Regions from separate parts of the Mus musculus genome. Here region 1 is linked to region 2. A link is a contact called in public targeted proximity ligation data. All regions are on one chromosome and are shown on one strand. The core of a region is the stretch at or near the end of the contact, and the rest is flanking DNA. Distances in the headings are between cores, read along the strand shown. Region 1 overlaps Scgb1a1 (secretoglobin, family 1A, member 1 (uteroglobin)). Region 2 has its middle 24 kb from the start of Chrm1.

Region 1 (4,034 bases), core at 879-3,378, 390 kb after region 2:
TTTCCCTTTCCCCTTCCCCTTCCTTCCTTCCTTCCTTCCTTCCTTCCTTCCTTCCTTCCTTCCTTCCTTCCTTCCTCCCTCCCTCCCTCCCTCCCTCCCTTCCTTCCTTCCTTCCTTCCTTCCTTCCTCCATCTCTCCCTTCCTTCCTTTTTTGAGGCAGAAGCATAGTTCACTAAATAGTTCTGGGCTGGCCTGGAACTTGCTACATACCCAAGTTGGCCTCGAATTCACAGCCATCCGTCTGCCTTTGCCTCCCAGATGCCAGGGTTAGAGGTGTGTACCACTATGCTTGGCTATTGAATTTTTAGACAAAGCTGGTCTTGAGTTTGTAGTGATCCGTCTGCCTTTGCCTCTCAAGTGCTGGGATTACAGGTGTGTATCACTAGATGCTGCTTTTAATCTTTTTTATTTTTATTTTTTGACTCAGAAACATTTAAAATATCATCTTCATAGTTTGAGCTTAATACTTTTCAAATTCAGGAAGTGTGTATTTGCCTCCTATGTTTTAGTTTGGCATATTCATAGTGAGGATGGCTGATTATAGAAATAGAAGTATAGATTCTCTGTCTCTCTCTCTCCTGAGATGGTCTCATTCTGTAGTTTTAGCTGACCTAGAACTCAGACTGTCTGCCTTTGAGTGTTAAAGGCAGGCATCACTACACTCAGCCTTTCTTTATTTTTGAAATGTAAACACCACTTTTAGCAAGTGGTTCCTTAAAACAACATCATCAACAACATCCAACTATGCTGGCCTGGGCAGGACCTTGGCCTACTAGCAGGATCAAGATATTAACTTAGCAGGTCAGGGAAAAAAAACCAAAATCCCAATGGCCACTTCCTATTTTTCTCCAATTTCATTTACACTGCACAGATAATTCACCTTTTCTATGGTTGTAGTCAGTTCATTTTTGCATTTGGCCATGCACTCGCGCACGCGCATGCGTAGATTCACCTCGTGCCCAGCAGCTCTCATGGGTGCTCATGGGGCTTCATGTTTGCACAGCGAACAGTTTCCTGATAGCTACGTTTCCTAGTACTCTCTGCATTTGAAGAACCTAAGGTATGTACCTTTCTCTGGGCTAATACACATTCTTGCACATTGCCAAAGCAGATATCTCTAAGGCAGAGATTCACTGCAATATAATTGTATTTCCTTTTATTCCCAGTCATCGGCATTGTGTTTGTGCAAGGTAAATACTTTCTTAGCAGTGAATAAGTCGTTAAAATTCGCAACTTTTTATGACCTTGGACCTTGTCCATTTAAATAATGCTCACCTAGGTGGGTAGTTCGAGGGAGGCCACATATGCACCTTAGACAGAATGACCTGGATGCAGAAGAATCTAGGGCCTTGGGAGTGAAGGAGTGGGCCGCCACCAGGGCCCAGCCTGCCACAAATAGTCTCTTTTGGAATCACTGGTCCCCCTGACCTGCCCTGGAATTTTTACAATCCCAGCCCCTCCTCTGGCAGACAATGAAGGAGTGGGTGTGGTGGCTTTAGTGCTGTGTACACAAATGAGTGTTTATGGTGGACTTTTCTCATCATTATCCCTAGTTTACTGACCCTGAAGAGTCCTGTGTGGGAGGTTCTACCATCAGTAGGGCAGGAGCTGGGCCTCCGCTCTGGGTTGTGTGAGAAATAAAAGAGATATGCTAATGTCTGCCAAGCCAAAGCTTGTAAGGTTGCAGTTTCTGCTATGGGACTTTAAAACCAGGCAGGTGGACCAATTCTTGGTCCTCTCTGTCTTCAGGGCCATCTCAGAGTCTAGATATGTCAGGATGGCCTTTGAGGTCTTGTGGGAGTGGAATTACTCCTAATTCCAATAGGACTGGCCGGTCACTGGAAGGCTTCAGCCGTGCTACTTGTGTGCCGTGCTAGACTACTTGTGTGCCTTTCGGTGGGTTTTTCCTCAGAATTTTGACAAAAACAAACAAATAAACAAACAAACAAGCAAACAAACTCTGCCCAAATAAAGCTTTAGAGGCCAGATAAAACGATTTAAAATCGATGCTAGAGAATGACTCTCACCATCTGCCCCGCCCAAAAGTCAAAGGGTTGGTGCGGGGTCTAGTCCTCAAACTCGCAGGGGGCGGTAGCATGGACTACACTGCCCCCTGGTGGCCACGACGCAGGAGCAGGCGTGGCCCGTAACCGCCCATGTAGCTGCTTCTAGGCGCTGAACTGGCTGCCTGGCTGGCTGGCGTTCTCTTCCATAGCTTCCTTGTTCCGGTGCCCTCTGCCTCTTCCCTTTCTATTTCTACATACAGCTCTTCTGCACACGCCTCCAACTCTACTCTTTTTTCAACCTTTTGGGATGGTGTGGCCCGGCTCCAGTGGAGGCTCGCTGATGTTAGGACAAATTCTAAACCAATCAACATCTTTTTGGGCAGCGGATATTGTGTGTGGCCAGTACAAAAAGGTCCCAAGGTGGGGCTTGACTTTTAGGAACTAAAGGTCGAAGAGAGGGGATGTCTGGATTGAGAAGGGGGAGACAAGGGCTGTCATGGGTCTTGTGTTGAGCTTGAACATTTATGGTCCGTATGCTTTTAAGACTGGAGTGTGGGAACACTGCTAAGATTTTACATGGGATCAAACTCCCTGTGGTGGATGCATGGTCATTGAATTGCTTAGCAGTTAGTCAGCTGGCAGCCTGTAAAGGGGCCTCTGGGATTGCAGCAGCCAGGGATGATGGTGTGGCCAGGAGATATTGAAGGAGTGAATGACCCCAGAGGTCTCGGTTGATTGGACAAAGAAGGGCTAAGGGATGCCTATCAGGCTCCTGGCTGGAATAGTGTAGCCCAGAGGATGGAGTTAGAATCCAGTAACATTTAGGACCAGACATGGGGAGGGAGGGATGGTATTACAGGTCTTTTAGACAAGCTAGGCTAGGGCTGTTGAATAGATGGTGGGACTTAACATTCTATTACTAGGTAGGGCATTGCAGTCTACTGATGGCAAATAACTGAAGTGTAGAGGAAGGAGGACTTGTGGGATCTTGTGTGGCACCAGGGCAGGACTCAGCTGTCCTCCCTTACTTCTGGTTCCCTTCACTCACTCCAGCTCCAATGCTCTGGCTCCAGCAGGTACAGAAAAAGACCATTGCACACAGGCAGGTGAGATGCTCGCAGTTTATTGCAAAGAGGAAGGAGGGGTTGGTGTGGGGAAGCCGAGGAGCCGAGGAGACACAGGGCAGTGACAAGGCTTTAGCAGTAGAATATCTCTGAAATCCAGTGAGCTTCAGAATCTTAAATCTTGCTTACACAGAGGACTTGTTAGGATTTTCTCCTAGAATAAAGAAACACCCCACACCCCCAATAGTGAGTGAACCTCAGAAGTAGATGCAGTAGTGGTGCAGAGACTTATCAGACAAAAGCCACAGTAAATTCTGAGAGGAATTGAGGGTTAGAAGGCCTTGGATGGGGAACAAAATACTCATGGATGGAGTTACAAAGACAAAGTTAGGAGCAGAGCCTGAAGGAATGACCATCCAGAGACTGCCCCACTTGGGGATCCACCCCATAAACAACCGCCAAACCCAGACACTAGGCAGATATCAACAAGAGCCTGCTGACAGGAGCCTGATATAGCTGTCTCCTGCAAGGCTCTGCCAGTGCTCGGCAAATACAGAAGTGGATGCTCACAGTCATCCATTGGACAGAGCACAAGGTCCCCAGTGAAGGAGCCAAAGAAATACCCAGGGAGCTGAAGGGGACTGAAGACCCATAGAAGGAACATCAATATGAACAAACCAGTACCCTCAGAGCTCCTTGGAACTATACCACCAATCAAAGAAAACACATGGTGGAACTTGTGGCTCTAGCTATATTTGTAGCAGAGGATGGCCTAGTCCGTTGTCAATGGGAGGAGAGGCCATTGGTCCTGTGAAGGCTCTATGCCCTAGTATAGGGGAATGCCAGGACCAGGAATGGGAGTGGGTGGGTTGGGGAGCAGGGGGGAGTGGATAGGGGATTTTTGGAGGGGAAACTAGAAAAGAGGATAACATTTGAAATGTAAATAAAGAAAATATCTAATAAA
Region 2 (3,962 bases), core at 992-3,491:
CTTCGCATAGGTGCTGGACTCACGCCTTCATGTCCAACTCTTTCCAACTCCTCTGCTTAGGCTCTTCTTATCCTGCTTTGCTTCAAGACTGCCTGTGCTCCCTTCAGGATCCAGAAAGAAGCAGCATTTACACACTAGGGCTCCAGGCCCCTCAGAAGACAACAGATTTCAGCCAGCCTGGAGGTGGAAGAGATGACCAGAGAGGAACCGGAATGCAGGAGCACTAGAACCAGAAAACCATTAAACAGAGAGAACATTGGGGAGATGTCTGGGAGTAAGGGCTTTGCAGAGATAAACAGGAAAAATGGCAATTAAGGAACATGGGAGGGCTCAGAAGATGATTCCGTTGGCAAAGTGCTTCCTTCACAACTGTAGGGACCACAGTCTAGATTCCCAGCACCTACATAAAAGCCTGGCACACCTGTAACCCCAGTGCTGGGGGGGGGGGCACAGATTCCGGGGGAGTGGAAATTTCCCTAGTCAGCCAGTCTACCTAAAATGGCAAGCTCTGGGTTCAGTGAGAAACCCTATCACAAAAAATAAGTCAAGCCCAGCATGATGGTGGCTGCCTTCAACTGCAGCAATCTGGCAGAAGTAGGCTGATCTCTATGAGTTATAGGCCACTCTGATCTATAAAGCAAGTTATAAGCCAGCCAGGGTTACACGATAAGATCCTGTCTCCAAAAATTAAACTTAAATTAAAGTAGAAATGATAAAGGAAGATGCTACATGCCAACCTTTGGCCTCCGTGTATATGTGCACGCATGAATGCATATACATAGTAATGGTTTGAATGCGAATGCCCACCATAAACTTATATGTTTGAATGCTTGGTCCACATTTGATGGAACTATTTCAGAAGAATTAGGAGGTGTGTCACTGGGGGACAGGCCTTGCAGTTTCAAAGGCCCACACCATTCCCAGTGAGAGGGAGAGAGAGAGAAAGAGAGACAGAGACAGGGAGAGACAGAGAGACAGAGAGAGAGAGACAGAGACTGAGAGAGACAGAGAGAGACAAAGAGAGACAGATCCTCTAGATTAGGGTGTCAGCTCTCAGCTACAGCTATGCCTGCCTGCTGTCATAATCCCTGCCATTATGATTATGAACTCTAACCCTCTGACACCATGAGCTACAGTAAACATTTCCTTTTATAAGTTGGTTTAGTCATGTTGTGTCTTCGCAGCAATAGAAAAGCGTACACATATACATACATGCGCACACACACATCCTTCCTCCTCCTTCTCCTCTCTGGTCTTCCCTGGAAATCTGTTCCAAAGTGGGTTTGCGTGTGTGGGTCCCAGAGAGAATGAATCTTGTCTTTCAAGCTCTTTCTACCCTCACTTCACCTTTAGTATCTCCATCACTCCTACTGTAGACAATCTCAGCCTCGGAGGAGCCTGGTTACCTGACATCTTGGTTGTCACTGAAAGAAATGATTTAAAAGAAGGAAAACAGTGTCAGTGGTTTCAGTCCACAGTCCCTTGGATGCACACTTCTGTGCCTCTAGTGAGGCAGACTGTCAGGCAGAGAGGGCATGATAGAAGTGCTCACTTGGAAAGGGCCACAGCAAAGCACACTCCTCAAAGACAGTCTCCAGGGACTACTTGCTCCAACCAGGCCCCACTTTCCGGTAGCCCGTTTTTAAAGTTAGTACCCACTCTCCTGATTCACTTGCTTCTTATTGGGGTCCACTAAGTAGAGAACAAGACTTTAATACAAAACAAGGAAGACATTGCATATCCAAACAACAATCTCCAGAGAGACATCTGCTACGGTGATGTGCATAGGAGTCCACCCTTGGACAAAATGACATTTTCTTCTCTTAAGATGTGGGGGGCGGGGGGAGGCTGGAGAGATGGCTCAGCGGTTAAGAGCACCAACTGCTCTTCTGAAGGTCCTGAGTTCAAATCCCAGCAACCACATGGTGGCTCACAACCATCTATAATGAGATCTGATGCCCTCTTCTGGTGTGTCTGAGACAGCTACAGTACTTACATATAATAAATAAATCTTAAAAAAAAAAAAGATGTGTGTGTGTGTGTGTGTTTCTGCCTATGTCTGTGCACATGTATGTCCCAGTATGTGTGTCCGTGGTTCACAGAAGCCAAAAGGAGATGTTAGATCCCTCAGGGCTGGAGTTAAGGGCATTTGTGGGACACCTGTCTTGTTATCTGACTACTGGGAGTCTGAACTTCGGTCCTCATAACTGCATAACAAGCATTCTTAAGTTCTAAGTCATCTCCCTAGCCCACAGAGTTGTGCTTTCTTGAAACCAGATTGGTCGTGGCAGAACCAGGCCAGGAAGGTGGAACCTAACCAAGGTTTTATCTCAACACCGACTCCTCTATAAGCTGGTTGACTTTCTGCACATCTCTGAGCTTTTGTTTCCTTCCTGGGAAGGCAGAGCTGTTACAGCTGAAGAAGCAATGACGGAGCCTCCACACTTGAGAGGCTCAGTCTCAAGATGAAATTCAAAATGTCCCCTGTAAGTCACTGTAAGGCCCATTTGTAAGTCATGATTGGCAATATTTTCTAATTATTTTATCTGTATTGGTGTTTTGTCTGCACATATGAACATGTGCCTGGTACCCACAGGGGCCAGAATCCCGTGGAACTGGAGTTTCAGGCAGTTGTGAGCCACCATGTGGATGCTGGGAATCAAACCTGGCTCTTCTGAAAGAGTAGCCACTGCTTTTAACCACTAAACCACCTCTCCAGACCCTGATCACAGAGATATTTTCATTAGTTAGTTGGTTAACTGTTGGTTTATGGTAGTAATATTATGGGAGAGTTATGCCTCCTTTTGCTCCTAAAAATCTACATGGGGTTTCTGCCCCCCTCTAACCTACTTAGCTCTCAAGTAAACAACACAGAAACATCAGACTTTTTTAACAGGTTGCTGGCACTATGCTGGGCAGATTCTGAGCTATTCTAACCCAGCTAGGCTATTAATAATCAGATAAATACCCCATAACTTGCCATCTGAGTCTGGTTCTGTTCCATGTGTGTCCTCAGTGCTAGCTTCTCTTAGCCACATGTTTATGTTCCACCTTGCCCCATGACAATTCCCTTCTTCCGTCTCCTCCTTCTTCTCCTTGTGGTCCCTAGTTGAAATCCCCTCACTCAGTCTGGAGTTCCTCTTTCCTATCTCCCCTGCCCAGTCAGAGGCTCTAGCTTTTTATATACCAGTCAGAGACTTTTGGGAAACATTCTTTACAGCACATTGATCAATATAATACCTATGTCCAGACTGCAATCTGCTCTTGGGGTACAGAACTCACCATCTGAATACACAGCACACAAGGCCAACCCCGATATTACTTAGTACTGAGAATGTAATCCAAGACCTTGTGCATGCTAGTAAGCACTTTGTTCTCGAGACTCTAGAATTTTCTCTAAATGCAGTAGTTTAGGATATATTTGGACAGTGTCACACACGAAGGAAAAGAGCACTCTTTGAGGCTTTTGTTGGAGATATTCTTTTAAAGATTTATTTTATGTATATGAGAAGAGGCCATCGGATCCCATTACAGATGGTTGTGAGCCACCATGTGGTTGCTGGGAATTGAACTCAGGACCTCTGGAAAAGCAGTCAATGCTCTAAACCACTGAGCCATCTCTCCAGCCCCTTATAGATTTTATATTATATCATTTATTACGTGTGTGTGCACACCACATGCACATGGGTGCCACTGAGCATCTTCAGACATCAGAAGGCAGTTTGGGGTAATCTGTTTTTTCCTTCTGGGGATCAAACTGGGGTTCCTGGGCTTAGCAGCAAGCACCTTTACCTTTACCTGCCAAGCTGCCTTTTGAACTTACAAAGAGAAAACTCACACATACACACATCTACCAGGCCATAATGTAAACCACTTTTTTAAAAAGAGGTTTTTTTTCTCTCTTTTTTTTTTAAGATTTTTTTTATATGAGTACACTGTAGCTGTCTTCAGACATACCACAA

What was found.
Region 1: a contact with region 2 is called in a targeted proximity ligation map of pancreatic cancer cells. A contact is called at or near these places in 4 of 39 promoter capture datasets (cranial neural crest, hematopoietic stem and progenitor cells, pre-B cells and 1 more), 1 of 130 datasets of targeted methods (pancreatic cancer cells) and 1 of 9 other capture datasets (liver).

Annotation. Positions count from the first base shown.
Region 1 is chr19:9,080,528-9,084,561 of GRCm38.p6, forward strand. It overlaps Scgb1a1 (secretoglobin, family 1A, member 1 (uteroglobin)), which reads right to left. Exons shown (of 3, transcript NM_011681.2): 3 at 3,115-3,284. The coding sequence ends at 3,237. Among named protein-coding and RNA genes, the nearest start is that of Scgb1a1, 5.4 kb to the right of the region's middle.
Region 2 is chr19:8,686,375-8,690,336 of GRCm38.p6, forward strand. No RefSeq gene overlaps it. Among named protein-coding and RNA genes, the nearest start is that of Chrm1, 24 kb to the left of the region's middle.